Regions from separate parts of the Pan troglodytes genome. Here region 2 is linked to region 1. The links are chromatin contacts, called in public Hi-C maps. All regions are on one chromosome and are shown on one strand. The core of a region is the stretch at or near the end of the contact, and the rest is flanking DNA. Distances in the headings are between cores, read along the strand shown. Region 1 overlaps NRF1 (nuclear respiratory factor 1). Region 2 has its middle 55 kb from the start of MIR183.

Evidence for each region. Hi-C and Micro-C count contacts between places; a contact is called where the count stands out from the background.
Region 2: a Hi-C map of induced pluripotent stem cells shows a contact between it and region 1, with 1.7 times the contacts expected there. The contact joins two enhancer-like sites. A contact is called at or near these places in 4 of 7 Hi-C or Micro-C datasets (blood, induced pluripotent stem cells and stem cell-derived neural progenitor cells), 1 of 1 datasets of contacts at active chromatin or transcription factors (stem cell-derived excitatory neurons) and 1 of 1 other capture datasets (stem cell-derived neural stem cells).

Annotation. Positions count from the first base shown.
Region 1 is chr6:145,020,555-145,026,616 of NHGRI_mPanTro3-v2.0_pri, forward strand. All of the region lies in intron 2 of NRF1 (nuclear respiratory factor 1), which reads left to right. Among named protein-coding and RNA genes, the nearest start is that of NRF1, 54 kb to the left of the region's middle. Within about 2 kb of position 3,102, at least 3 of the 24 cell types and tissues checked have an H3K27ac peak or open chromatin away from gene starts, as enhancers often do. A contact at or near this core is called in induced pluripotent stem cells and stem cell-derived neural stem cells, where this site is marked.
Region 2 is chr6:145,184,866-145,190,660 of NHGRI_mPanTro3-v2.0_pri, forward strand. No RefSeq gene overlaps it. Among named protein-coding and RNA genes, the nearest start is that of MIR183, 55 kb to the left of the region's middle. Within about 2 kb of position 2,241, at least 17 of the 24 cell types and tissues checked have an H3K27ac peak or open chromatin away from gene starts, as enhancers often do. A contact at or near this core is called in induced pluripotent stem cells and stem cell-derived neural stem cells, where this site is marked.

The DNA.
Region 1 (6,062 bases), core at 1,852-4,351:
GTTTCCTCCCAGATTTGCACTGAACGGTTTCCAATAGTGGAAAAAAATTTCTTTTAAACAAATAATTTTATAATTTACCTGGTAATTCTCTCTCAAGTTTCTGTTACATGTTGTTAATGTCATTTCTTGTTCACGTTGGCTCTTTTCTTGGTGTACTATTATATTTCAATGAATACTGGATGCTGTGTTTGGAAAATTATTTCTAGAAATAATTTGGGGTCTAGTATAATGTTATCTTCCTCTAGAGAGGATTTTTGTTTGCTTCTGCGAGATGCCCGAGGGCACTAGCAATCCTGGATCATCTTAATCCAATTTAAGGTTTATTTATTTATTTATTTATTTAGTATTTATTGATCATTCTTGGGTGTTTCTCAGAGAGGGGGATGTGGCAGGGTCATAGGATAATAGTGGAGAGAAGGTCAGCAGATAAACACGAGAACAAAGGTCTCTGGTTTTCCTAGGCAGAGGTCCCTGCAGCCTTCGGCCCTGTTTGTGTCCCTGGGTACTTGAGATTAGGGAGTGGTGATGACTCTTAACGAGCATGCTGTCTTCAAGCATCTGTTTAACAAAGCACATCTTGCACCGCCCTTAATCCATTTAACCCTGAGTGGACACAGCACATGTTCCAGAGAGCACGGGGTTGGGGGTAAGTTAAAGATTAACAGCATCCCAAGGCAGAAGAATTTTTCTTAGTACAGAACAAAATGGAGTCTCCTATGTCTACTTCTTTCTACACAGACACAGTACAAATCTGACCTCTCTTCCTTTTCCCCACATTTCCCCCTTTTCTTTTCGACAAAACCGCCATCGTCATCATGGCCCACTCTCGATGGTCGCTGTCTCTTCGGAGCTGTTGGGTACACTTCCCAGACGGGGCGGCCTGGCAGAGGCGCTCCTCACTTCCCAGACGGGGCGGCCGGGCAGAGGCGCTCCCCACTTCCCAGATGGGGTGGCCGGGCAGAGGCGCACCTCACTTCCCAGACGGGGCGGCCGGGCAGAGGCGCTCCCCACTTCCCAGATGGGGCGGCCGGGCAGAGGCGCACCTCACTTCCCAGACGGGGTGGCGGCCGGACAGAGGCGCTCCTCACCTCCCAGACGGGGTGGCGGCCAGGCAGAGGCACTTCTCACATCCCAGACAATGGGTGGCCGAGCAGAGGTGCTCCTCACCTCCCAGACGGGGCAGCCGGGCAGAGGCGCTCCCCACCTCCCAGACGGGGCGGCCGGGCAGAGGGGCTCCTCACATCCCAGACGATGGGCGGCCAGGCAGAGACGCTCCTCACTTCCTAGACGGGGTGGCAGCCGGGCAGAGGCGCTCCTCACTTCCCATTCGGGGCAACCGGGCAGAGGTGCTCCTCACTTCCTCCCGGACGGGGCGGCCAGGCAGAGGCGCTCCTCACTTCCCAGATGGGGCGGCCAGGCAGAGGGGCTCCTCACATCCCAGATGATGGGCGGCCAGGCAGAGACGCTCCACACTTCCTAGATGGGGTGGCAGCCGGGCAGAGGCGCTCCTCACTTCCCAGACGGGGCGAGTGGGCAGAGGGGCTCCTCACATCCCAGACAATGGGCGGCCAGGCAGAGATGCTGCTCACTTCCTAGATGGGGTGGCGGGCGGGCAGAGGCTGTAATCTTAGCACTTTGGGAGGCCAAGGCAGGCGGCTGGGAGGTGGAGGTTGTAGCGAGCCGAGATCACGCCACTGCACTCCAGCCTGGGCAACATTGAGCATTGAGTGAGCGAGACTCCGTCTGCAATCCCAGCACCTCGGGAGGCCAAGGTGGGCAGATCACCCGAGGCCAGGAGCTGGAGACCAGCCCGGTCAACACGGCGAAACCCCGTCTCCACCAAAAATACAAAAACCAGTCAGGAGTGGCGGCATGTGCCTGGAATCCCAGGCACTCGGCAGGCCGAGGCAGGAGAATCACCGGAGCCCAGGGCAGGGAGGTTGCAGCGAGCCGAGATCTTGGCAGTACAGTCCAGGCTCCCCAAGAGAGGGAGACTGTGGAGATGGGAAAGGGGGAGGGAGAGGGGGAGAGGGAGGGAGAGGGTAGGGGAGAGGGAGAGGGATCCAATTTAAGGTTTTAAAATTTTCTGGGCTACTAAATGACTTAAAGCTGGGCTACATTTTATATCTTTCACTTTCCTATTTACATTGAACATTTAGCACCATGGTGAAAAGACTTCATATAAACCATGCCTGAATGGGTATGGTATTAGATATTGATCTTAGAAGGTATTTAGAAAAGCTAGACAAGAAATTAATGATGAGGAGTGGCCAAAATACTACATGTTTTGAATATATGCTGTATTTAAGAAGAGGAAGACAGATGCAATGAACAACAACTTTATTACTGTCAGTTACTGTCCACTGTGTATTTCCGGAGTGGTGAATTTAAAAATAAGTCTTAGGGGCAAAACACATGAAATGTTTGTAAAATATATTTTGTGAAATGCTTATGTGTCCCAGCAGAGGGCATCTTAACATAATGAATCCAGGTCCACTGCTTTTCTATGAAGGAAGATGGTTTTAAGACATGGCTTTGCTGTATTACTGTACTGCTTTGTCATAGTGTTAAGACCACGCAAAGACTTTAATCTGACCCCTTTGTGTGGCACATGTGGAAAGTGAGACACAGCTGGTAGAAATGACTTACCATTTGATCATTTAATATTCAATTATTGAGGAATTATAATGTGTAGTACATATATGTAACCTATGTAGATACTATGCACAAGGCAGGCAAGAGTTTGCTTCTTAGGAGTGCAAAAGGCTTATTGGGGGGAAAAAAGAGTTTGTTTCTGAAGGAGCTTTCATCCAGTGGTGGGGGAGAGCTACCAATAATAAAGTAAAATAATTTGAGAAAGCATTGGATGCTCTGAATAAAATAATGCGGGAAGGTAATGGAGAGAGAAGGACAGCAGATTGCTGCTAGTTTGGGTGGTCTGGGAAGGCTTCTCTGAGGAGGAAGGTTGTGACTGACAGGCATTTAGGTGTCAGCAAAGGGAAGTGCATTTCAGACTGAGAAACATTGAAAGCAAGGACTTGCAGATGGCAAATGGGAAGGAGGCCAGTGTGGTTGGAGCCTTGTGAAGCAGGCATGAGTCAGACCACCCAGGGCCTAGGGGCTGTGTGTGGTAAGGAATTTCGAGAGGCAGCAGAGCACAGGGCTTACCTGCCCAGGCTCTGGAATCAGGCTTCCTGGGTTGGAATCCCAACTCCACTTAACCAGCGTGGGGATTTTTCTGAGGAGCTGGTCTGTAGCATTCATCATATCTGAAAGGTGACCCAGAAAAGGTAAATGACCATTCACTATATTGTGTTGCCCGTCAGAAACACTTCTAATTCTCTGCAGCACAGACAGCCCCTGATTATTGTTGATTTTCAAGAAAAAAAAGTTTATGAGTAGTGCAACTAAACGAAATCTTCAAGTAATAAAAACAATATCTCAAGTTGGTTGACCTCTTTTAGTATCAATCACCAGTATGTTGTTTGTTGTTGTTGTTGTTGTTGGTTTTTTTTGAGACAGGGTTTCACTCTGTTGTCCAGACTGGAGTGCAGTGGTACAATCATGGCTTACTGCAGCCTCAACCTCCTTGGGCTCAGGTGATCCTCCCACCTCATCCTCGTGGACAGGTGCACGCCACCATGCCCAGCTAATTTTTTAAATTTTTGCAGACATGCCGTTTTGCCATGTTGCCCAGGGCCGGTCTTGAACTCCAGGGCTCAAGTGATCCTCCTGCCTTGGCCTCCCAAAGTGTTGGGATTACAGGCGTGAGCCACTGGGCCTAGCCCTAGAGGACTTCTTTTTAAACAAAATTGGATTTATTATTTCATTTTCTTTGAAATGATAAAGGATAGGTTAATAAAGAAGTGGAGAAAGATTCACGTGGTCTATAGACATAATTAGTATCTTGAGAGTGATAGTTTTGGTAAATTGTGCAGCAAGTAGAAAATACTTGAATATTTGAATCATACAGAGAAGTATCAAGATTGACATAACAAATGCATGTGCACCCACTGCCCAGCTTTGTCAGTTATTACTGCTTTCACATGTTTGCATCAAATGTTTTTTAAGAAATAAAAAGTACAGATATGGTTGAAATTCTCAGTGGAACTCTTTCTAATCCTGCTCCCTTCCCTCCCTCCCTCCACTGGGGTAACCAGTATTCTAGATTTGGTCTTTGTCATTCTCTTGCATTTGTCTATATTTGCTATTATGTGTCTGTATGATTAAACAATATTTAGCATTGTTTTGCATGTGTTAAATTTTATATTAATGGTATCACTCTGATACTATGTTTCTGTAATATGTTTATCTCATTCAACATGTTTCTGAGATTCACCCATGTTGATAATGTGGCTGTTTTTAACTGTTATATGGTATTCCATTCATTATCTGAGTATTTCTTTTTCTGTCGTTGTTTTTTGAGATGGAGTTTCACTCTGTTGCCCCGGCTGGAGTGCAGTGGCACGATCTCGGCTCACTGCAACCTCTGCCTCCTGGGTTCAAGCAATTCTCCTGCCTCAGCCTCCTGAGCAGCTGGGACTAGAGGCACACACCACCATGCCTGGCTAATTTTTGTATTTTTAGTAGAGATGGGGTTTACCATGTTGGCCAGGCTGGTCTCGAACTCCTGACCTTGAGTGATCTGCCTACCCCAGCCTCCCAAAGTGTTGGGATTACAGGCGAGAGCCACCACATCCAGCCTGAATATTTCACATATTGGTAGATAATCAGGTTGTTTGTAATTTTTTCTGTTTTGACAATGTAGCACAGTAATACATTTTACATTGTGACCCAGAATAAATGAGTACACATATAGCCAAAACTACAATTTTTAATGAAATAATACTTAACCCCTACTGCAAATTGTATACTCTGTGATATGTTCTAGTCTGTTCTATTTTATTAGAAAAAAATACACTCATGAGTCACTGAAAGGTCACACTAGCTGTAGCTTGAAAAGTACTACTGGAGGATATACCCAGGAGGGGAATTGGAGGGCCAAAGATGTCCATTTTCAACTTTACTAGATATTGCTAAATGTCTTTCCAAATCCTGTTCATTTACATCCCCACAAGCAGTATGCTGTAGCGCCTGTTACTTCTCATTCTCACCATCGGTGTTACCAGTCTTTTTCATTTTTGCAGATCTGGTAGGTATAAAATGGCATCTCAGTGTTGGTTTAATTTGTGTTTTTGAGCTAGAGGTTCCAACGAGTGCAGTAAGACAAAGTAGAGCACCATTTTGGATCTTTATTGACGTCTCAATTTTCTTTCTTTGCCTATTTCCTGTTTATACCTTTGCCCATTTCCCAACTCAGTTTTTTGGTCTTTTTTATGTCAATTTGTAAAAATTATTGATCTATATTTTGTATTCCTTTCCCAATAATATGTATTGTAATTATTTTCTCCCAGTTTGTTGCCCACCCCCATTTATTTATTTTTTGTTCATGAAGGTTTTTATTTATATTATTGTGAAATTTATTAATCTTTTACCTTCTAGTTTATCCTTTCAGGATCTTGTTTAAGGAATTCTTCTTAACTCTGACTTTATAAAATATTCTATAGTAGTTTATTGTAGAAGTTATAATTTTTTAATTTTCAATTTTAAAGGTATTTATTTATTTATTTATTTATTTATTTATTTATTAGAGATAGGATCTTACTCTGTCACCCAGGCTGGAGTGCAGTGATGCAATCATAGTTCTCTGCAGCCTCAAACTCTTAGTCTCAAGTGATCCTCCTGCCTCAGCCTCCCGAGTAGCTAGGACCTCAGGTGTGCAGCACCATGCCTGGTTTTAAATTTTTTTGTAGATACGGAGTCTTGCTATGGTGCCCAGGCTAGTCTTGAACTCCTGGCCTCAAGCAGTCCTCCTGCCTTGTCCTTCCAAAGTGCTGGATTACAAGCTTTCTTTTGTTTTTCATTGTTTTATTGAGGTTATTGTTTTACATTTTGGCCTTTAATCCACCTGTAATTTATTTTTGTATGTAAGGATCTAATTTCATTATTTTTCCATATGGATAACCAGCATCATATATTTAATAGCCCATACTTTTTTTGTC
Region 2 (5,795 bases), core at 991-3,490, 160 kb after region 1:
CAGGTGCGGCGGATCACGCCTGTAATCCTAACACTTTGGGAGGCCAAGGCAGGAGGATGGCTTGAGCTCAGGAGTTTGAGACCAGTCTGGGCAACAGGGTTAGACCTCACATCTAAAAAAACCCCAGATAATTACCTGGGCATGGTGGTGTGCGCCTGTGGTCCCAGTTACTTGGGAGGCTGAGGTGGGAGGATCACTTGAGCCACAGAGATTGAGGCTGCAGTGAGCTATGGTTGTGCCACTGCACTCCAGCCTGGGCAATGGAGTGAGATCCTTTCTAAAAAAAAAAAATCATAATTTATTCATATCATAACATACTACTTATTGTTTAAATTTCCCCAATTGTCTCACAATTTTTTAAAGAGCTGACTTGTTCTAATAAGTTCCAAAAATGCAAGGTCCACGTTACACTAGAACCCCAATTTTATTCAAGGGGGCAATGTGCCCAGGTGAAGAAGTACATTTCCCAACTTCCCCTAAGCAGGGTGTGGGCCTGTGGCTCAGTTTGGCCCATGAGGTTTAAGTGGAAGCGTGGAGGAGGCTTCCAAGACTCCTTAAAAGGAACTGTCAGGCCGTGTGTGGTGGCTCACGCCTGTAATCCCAGCACTTTTGGAGGCCGAGGTGGGTGGATCCCTTGAGATCAGGAGTTCAAGATCAGCCTGGCCAACATGGTGAAACCCTGTCTCTACTAAACATACAAAAATTAGCTGAGTGTGGTGGTGGGCGCCTGTAATCCCAGCTACTCTGGAGGCTGAGGCTGGAGAATCGCTTGAACCTGGGAGGTGGAGGTTGCAGTGAGCCAAGATCGCACCACTGCACTCCAGCTTGGATGACAGATGAGACCCTGTCTCAAAAAAAAAAAAAAAAAAAAAAAAAAAAGTAGCTGTCGGCTGAGAGATGAGCACGTTTTCTCTGGAGCTCCAGCCACTGTATTGAACCATGAGGTGGCCTTCCAAATGGAAGTCAAAGCTAGAATGACAGACAGAAAGAATAGGAAACGAATTTCCCATTCTATTCTTATTTCCAGTCTTTATTATAGAATCATTTAAGATTAGGTTTAGTTGTAATAAGTAGAAAATTAAAAAATTTATAGCAGTGCCTTAAATATGCTACAAATTATTATTTTTTGAGACAGGGTCACGTTCTGCAGCCCAGACTGGAGTGTAATGTCACAGTCTTGGCTCACTGAAGCCTTAACCTCCTGGGCTCAAGTGGCCCTCACACCTTAGCCTCTCTTGTGGTTGGGACCACAGACGTGTGCCATCACGCTGGGCTGATTTTTACATTTTTTGTAGAGACGGGTCTCCCTATGTTACTCAAGCTGGTCTGGAACTCCTGGGCTCAAGTGATCCTCCTGTCTTGGCCTCCTAAAGTGTTGGGATTACAGGCGTGAGCCACTGTGCCCGGCCTATTTTTCTATCTCACATAAAACTACTTAAGAGATAAGCAGTATGGGGAAAATACAGTGGTTCCAAAAAACCACAGACTATTAGGTATCTATTGCTGCATAATGGATTACACCCAAAACTTAGAAGCTTAAAGCAGCAAACCCGCATTCCCATCTATTTCCCAGTTTCCGAGGGTCAGGAGCCCGGGAAGCTGCTCTCAGGCTGCTGCGGCTCAGGATCGCTGATGAGGCCTGCCGCAGCCATTCTCAGCTGCACCGGGTCCGGGCATCCACAGCCGGCTCACGCGCTGGTGGTCGCCAAGCCTCAGCTCTTGCTGGCTGTTGGTTCAGGGCTTCGGTTCCCAGCCAGGTGGGGCTCTCCAAAGGAGAGGGCAGCTCAAAACAACCCGCTGGCTTCCCCCAGAGCAAGTGATAGGAGACAGGAAGAGGGAGCTAGAGAGAGCCCTGAAGGTGGACGTCGCAGTCTTCACTCAATCAATCTCCGCAGGGAACGCCCTGCAGGCCCAGGTATCCTTCCGGTCCCTTCCTCCTGCCCCTGTGCTCCAGATCCCCCAGGCTCCAGCCCTGCAGCCCGAGCCCCACCCACTATCCTCGCCTCCCGCCCTGCCGTTCGGCCCTCCCGCTTCAGGTCTCTGTCTCTCCCTTTCTCCCTTCCCCTCTCTCTGTATCCTTTACTTTGTGCCTCTGATGCCTGACCTGGCCCCAAGCCAGCACTCCACCATCCCACCCCCTTCCCACCGTGCCCCCCGGCCACGTGCCCCCGGGCCAGCCAGAACGCTGACCCCTCCCCCCGAGTCCACTCCCCGCTCCCCGCACAGCCCGGGCCACGCCCTACCCGGGTGCCCTCCCTTTACCCAGCTCCTTCCCATCCAGCCGGGTCCTGATCCAGGCCCCTGCTCCAGGATGCCCCCTCCTCCAGGATGCCCCCTCCTAGCGGTGTGTGAGGCTTTCATGACCCTTCTTCCTCCTTTCCCGACAGATCAGCGGGGGAGGTGGGCTGAGCCGCCCCTCTCGTCGTCACCCCTGCCTTGGCCGCCCAGCCGTGCTGGGAGAGTTTGGTGGCCGTGGCTGGCACTGCGGCAGTGCCCATGTCAGCTCTGGCGCCTCTACCGAACTCCCTGTTTTGGGGGCTCTTTCCCTACAAGGGTCACGTCGATGAGGAATCTACGTCCCTCCCTGCCCGGTTTCCACCTCTCAGGTGGGGCAGATGCCAGAGGCCTCCCGGGTCCACGCCCGCGGGCCACTTGGACCGCCCTGCCCCGGCCAACCCCGCCCCACCCAGACTCCCGCCCGCGAGCGGGTGCCGAAGCACGAAGCACGTACGCCCCCTGGTGGCCGTGGCGGGGACTGCCGCGCGGACTCTGCAGCCCCGCCCCACCCCGCCCGCCCAGCCCAATCCCACCGCTCCGCCCTGCTCGCCCCTGCCTGCTCACTTACTGGGCTGCGCTGTCCACGCCTGGAGCCCGGGCAGCTTCAGTTCCGCGGAGGACAGGTGTAACCCACAGAGTGATTCCTTTACCGGGGCCTGCTAGGCTCCGGCCCACGAGGCAGGACTGGCAGCGTTCTCACGTCCTGGAAGTCAAGGCCCCAAGGGGACTGAGGCGCTGCCCAGGCTCCCCTGACTGCCAGCTCCGGCCTGGCCACCCAGTCCGCCCCCAGGGACCGGACTGGGTGCGCCGCCCACCCTTCCAGTACCTGGAACATTCTCTGCGGATTGGGAGGTTCTGGGTTGTGCCCTAGATTCCCAAGCAAAGTTGCTCCTTTGCTCTTGTCACCTGCCTGCTTCGTGGTTTTTGTTTTTTGTTTTTGAGACGGAGTCTCGCTTTGTCGCCCAGCCTGGAGTGCTGTGGCGCAATCTCGGCTCACTGCAACCTCTACCTCCCCAGGTTCAGGCGATTCTCCTGACTCAGCCTAGCTGGGATTACAGATGTGTGCAACCATGCCCGCATAATTTTTGTATTTTTAGTAGAGACGAGGTTTCACCATGTTGGCCAGGCTGGTCTCGAACTCCTGACCTCAACTGATCCACTTGTCTCGGCCTCCCGAAGTGCTGGGATTATAGGCTTGAGCCACCGCGCCAGGCCTGCTTCTCTAAAGATCCCTGCAGCACGGAGAGGCTGCTAGGGCCCGTGCTTCTGAATAGGTAACCAGCTGTGGCTATTGATTATCACATTTTTCGTGGTATATAATTTTAATTAATTTTTAATTTTAAAACAAGTGTAAATTGTTCTGCAAAACAACTTTGTTTTGTAGGACTATGCGGCACTTTAAATATTGAAAGTGTAGCGTCCAAATTGAGATGTGCTTTGTGAAATACCCCCTGGATTTCAGAGTTAGCACAAAAATAACGAATCCAAACTATCTCATTCCTTTACTGTGAATTACATGCTGAAATTTTTGTTTGTTTTTTGAAACAGAGTCTCACTCTATTGCCCAGGCTGGAGTGCAGTGGCGTCATCTCGGCTCACTGCAATTTCTGCCTCCCAGGTTCAACTGGTTCTCCTGCCTCAGCCCCCCAAGTAGCTGAAATTACAGGTGCCTGCCACCATGCCCGGCTAATTTTTGTATTTTTAGTAGAGTCGGGGTTTCACCATGTTGGCCAGGATGATCTCTATCTCCTGACCTCAGGTGATCCACCCACCTCGGCCTCCCAAAGTGCTGGGATTCAGGACTGAGCCACGGCGCCCGGCCTCACACTGAAGTATTTTTGATATATTGAGTTAAATGAAACATTTAACCTTTTTTAAAAAACGTGGCTACTAGAATGTTTTTAATGATAAATGTAGATCACATTCTATTTCTATATTTCTGCACTAGGAAGTGGGTTTGAGTTAAATCTAGTTTTATTTTCTGACCGTACTGCAGGTACCGGAGGTTGGGGACACCATTGTCAGTGGAAATGGGGATGTGTATGGGGAAAGGTCCTGATCCTCAGAGACCACGCCCATAGAGTGAGCCCTGGGCAGGAGGTCAGCCAGGGAGCATCTCATAGGGCCCAGGCAGCATGAGGTTCACACAGACATAGGTACCCACAGCCCCAGCGGGCATTGGGGACAGGCACTGAGCTTGGCACAGCATGATTCTTGGAAAGAACACGTATGGATGGCCTGAAGACCCAGGTTCTAGCATGGTTATGCCACTGTGTGACTAAGCCACTTGGCACAGCACAAGCAGTTAATGTCCTGTTCTACTCACCGAAGGGCTCACTGCAGTGAGTGAGACTCGCGAGGGGAAGCCCTCTTCAGCCCTGCCCATGGTGGTCCTCTCTGGAGGAGGGCATGTTTCTGGAATCCTGATTTGTTACCAGCACATAATTTTCAAATTGGCAGAAATGCATTGTTTAGCTGGGTGCGGTGGCTCATGAGAGCATTCTTATTTTTGTGCTAACTCTGAAATCCAGGGGGCATTTCACAAAGCACATCTCAATTTGGATGCTACATTTTCAACATTTAAAGTGACACGTAGTCCTACAAAACAAAGTTGTTTTGCAGAACAATTTACACTCGTTTTAAAATTTAATCCCAGTACTTTGGGAGGCCAAGGTGGGCAGATTGCTTGAGCCTAGAAGTTCAAGACCAGCCATGGGCAACATGGCAAAACCCATCTGTATAAAAAATACAAACATTAGCCGGACGTGGTGGCTCGTGACTGTAGTCCCAGCTACTCAAGAGGCTGAGGTGGGAGGATCAGCTGAGACTGCAGTGAGCCATGATTATGCCACTGCACTGCAGCCTGGGCAACAGAGTGGGATCCTGTTTCAAAAAAAAAAAAGAAGTGCATCTTTAAAAGCCTTGTCCTATGCGTGTGAACACACGAGTGGTGTGCAGCAGGCCCTGATGCGCTGCTTACAGAATTGAGGAAAGCGGAGGCAAGGCTGCCCACAAGGAGGCCGCAGCTTCTTCAAGGAGCCTCTTGCCGCGTGCTGGCTGGCCTTGGTGGCCAGGACCCCAGGAGAGGAAGCTGAGGGAGGCCTGAATGCCAGCCGCACCTGGCATCCGGCACCCCCTTCTAGGTTCATTGCCAAGTACCGGCAGCCAGAAGGGTGGAGTTTTCTCTTAGGGAGTCCAAGTCCGTTGTTGCCACCTCTGACCCCTCGACACCAGGTCCTGGGAGCCAAGTCTTGAGCCCCAAAGAGCTCTGAGGAGCCCAGGTCCACAGAAGTGCCCTTTTTTTGAAAATAAACACCCTTCACTACATAGGTACACACACGCGCGCGTGCAGACACACATGCACACACACACATACACACAGCCAGAGGGAAATGCTCCTATCTTTTATCTTCTAACATTAAATCCCTGGTCAGGATAACTATTCAGTTCCAAGACGTTGGGGGGTGCACACACAGTACACCCTGAGGCCCGAGAGAGCAGGCTTGGGCCCAAGTTGC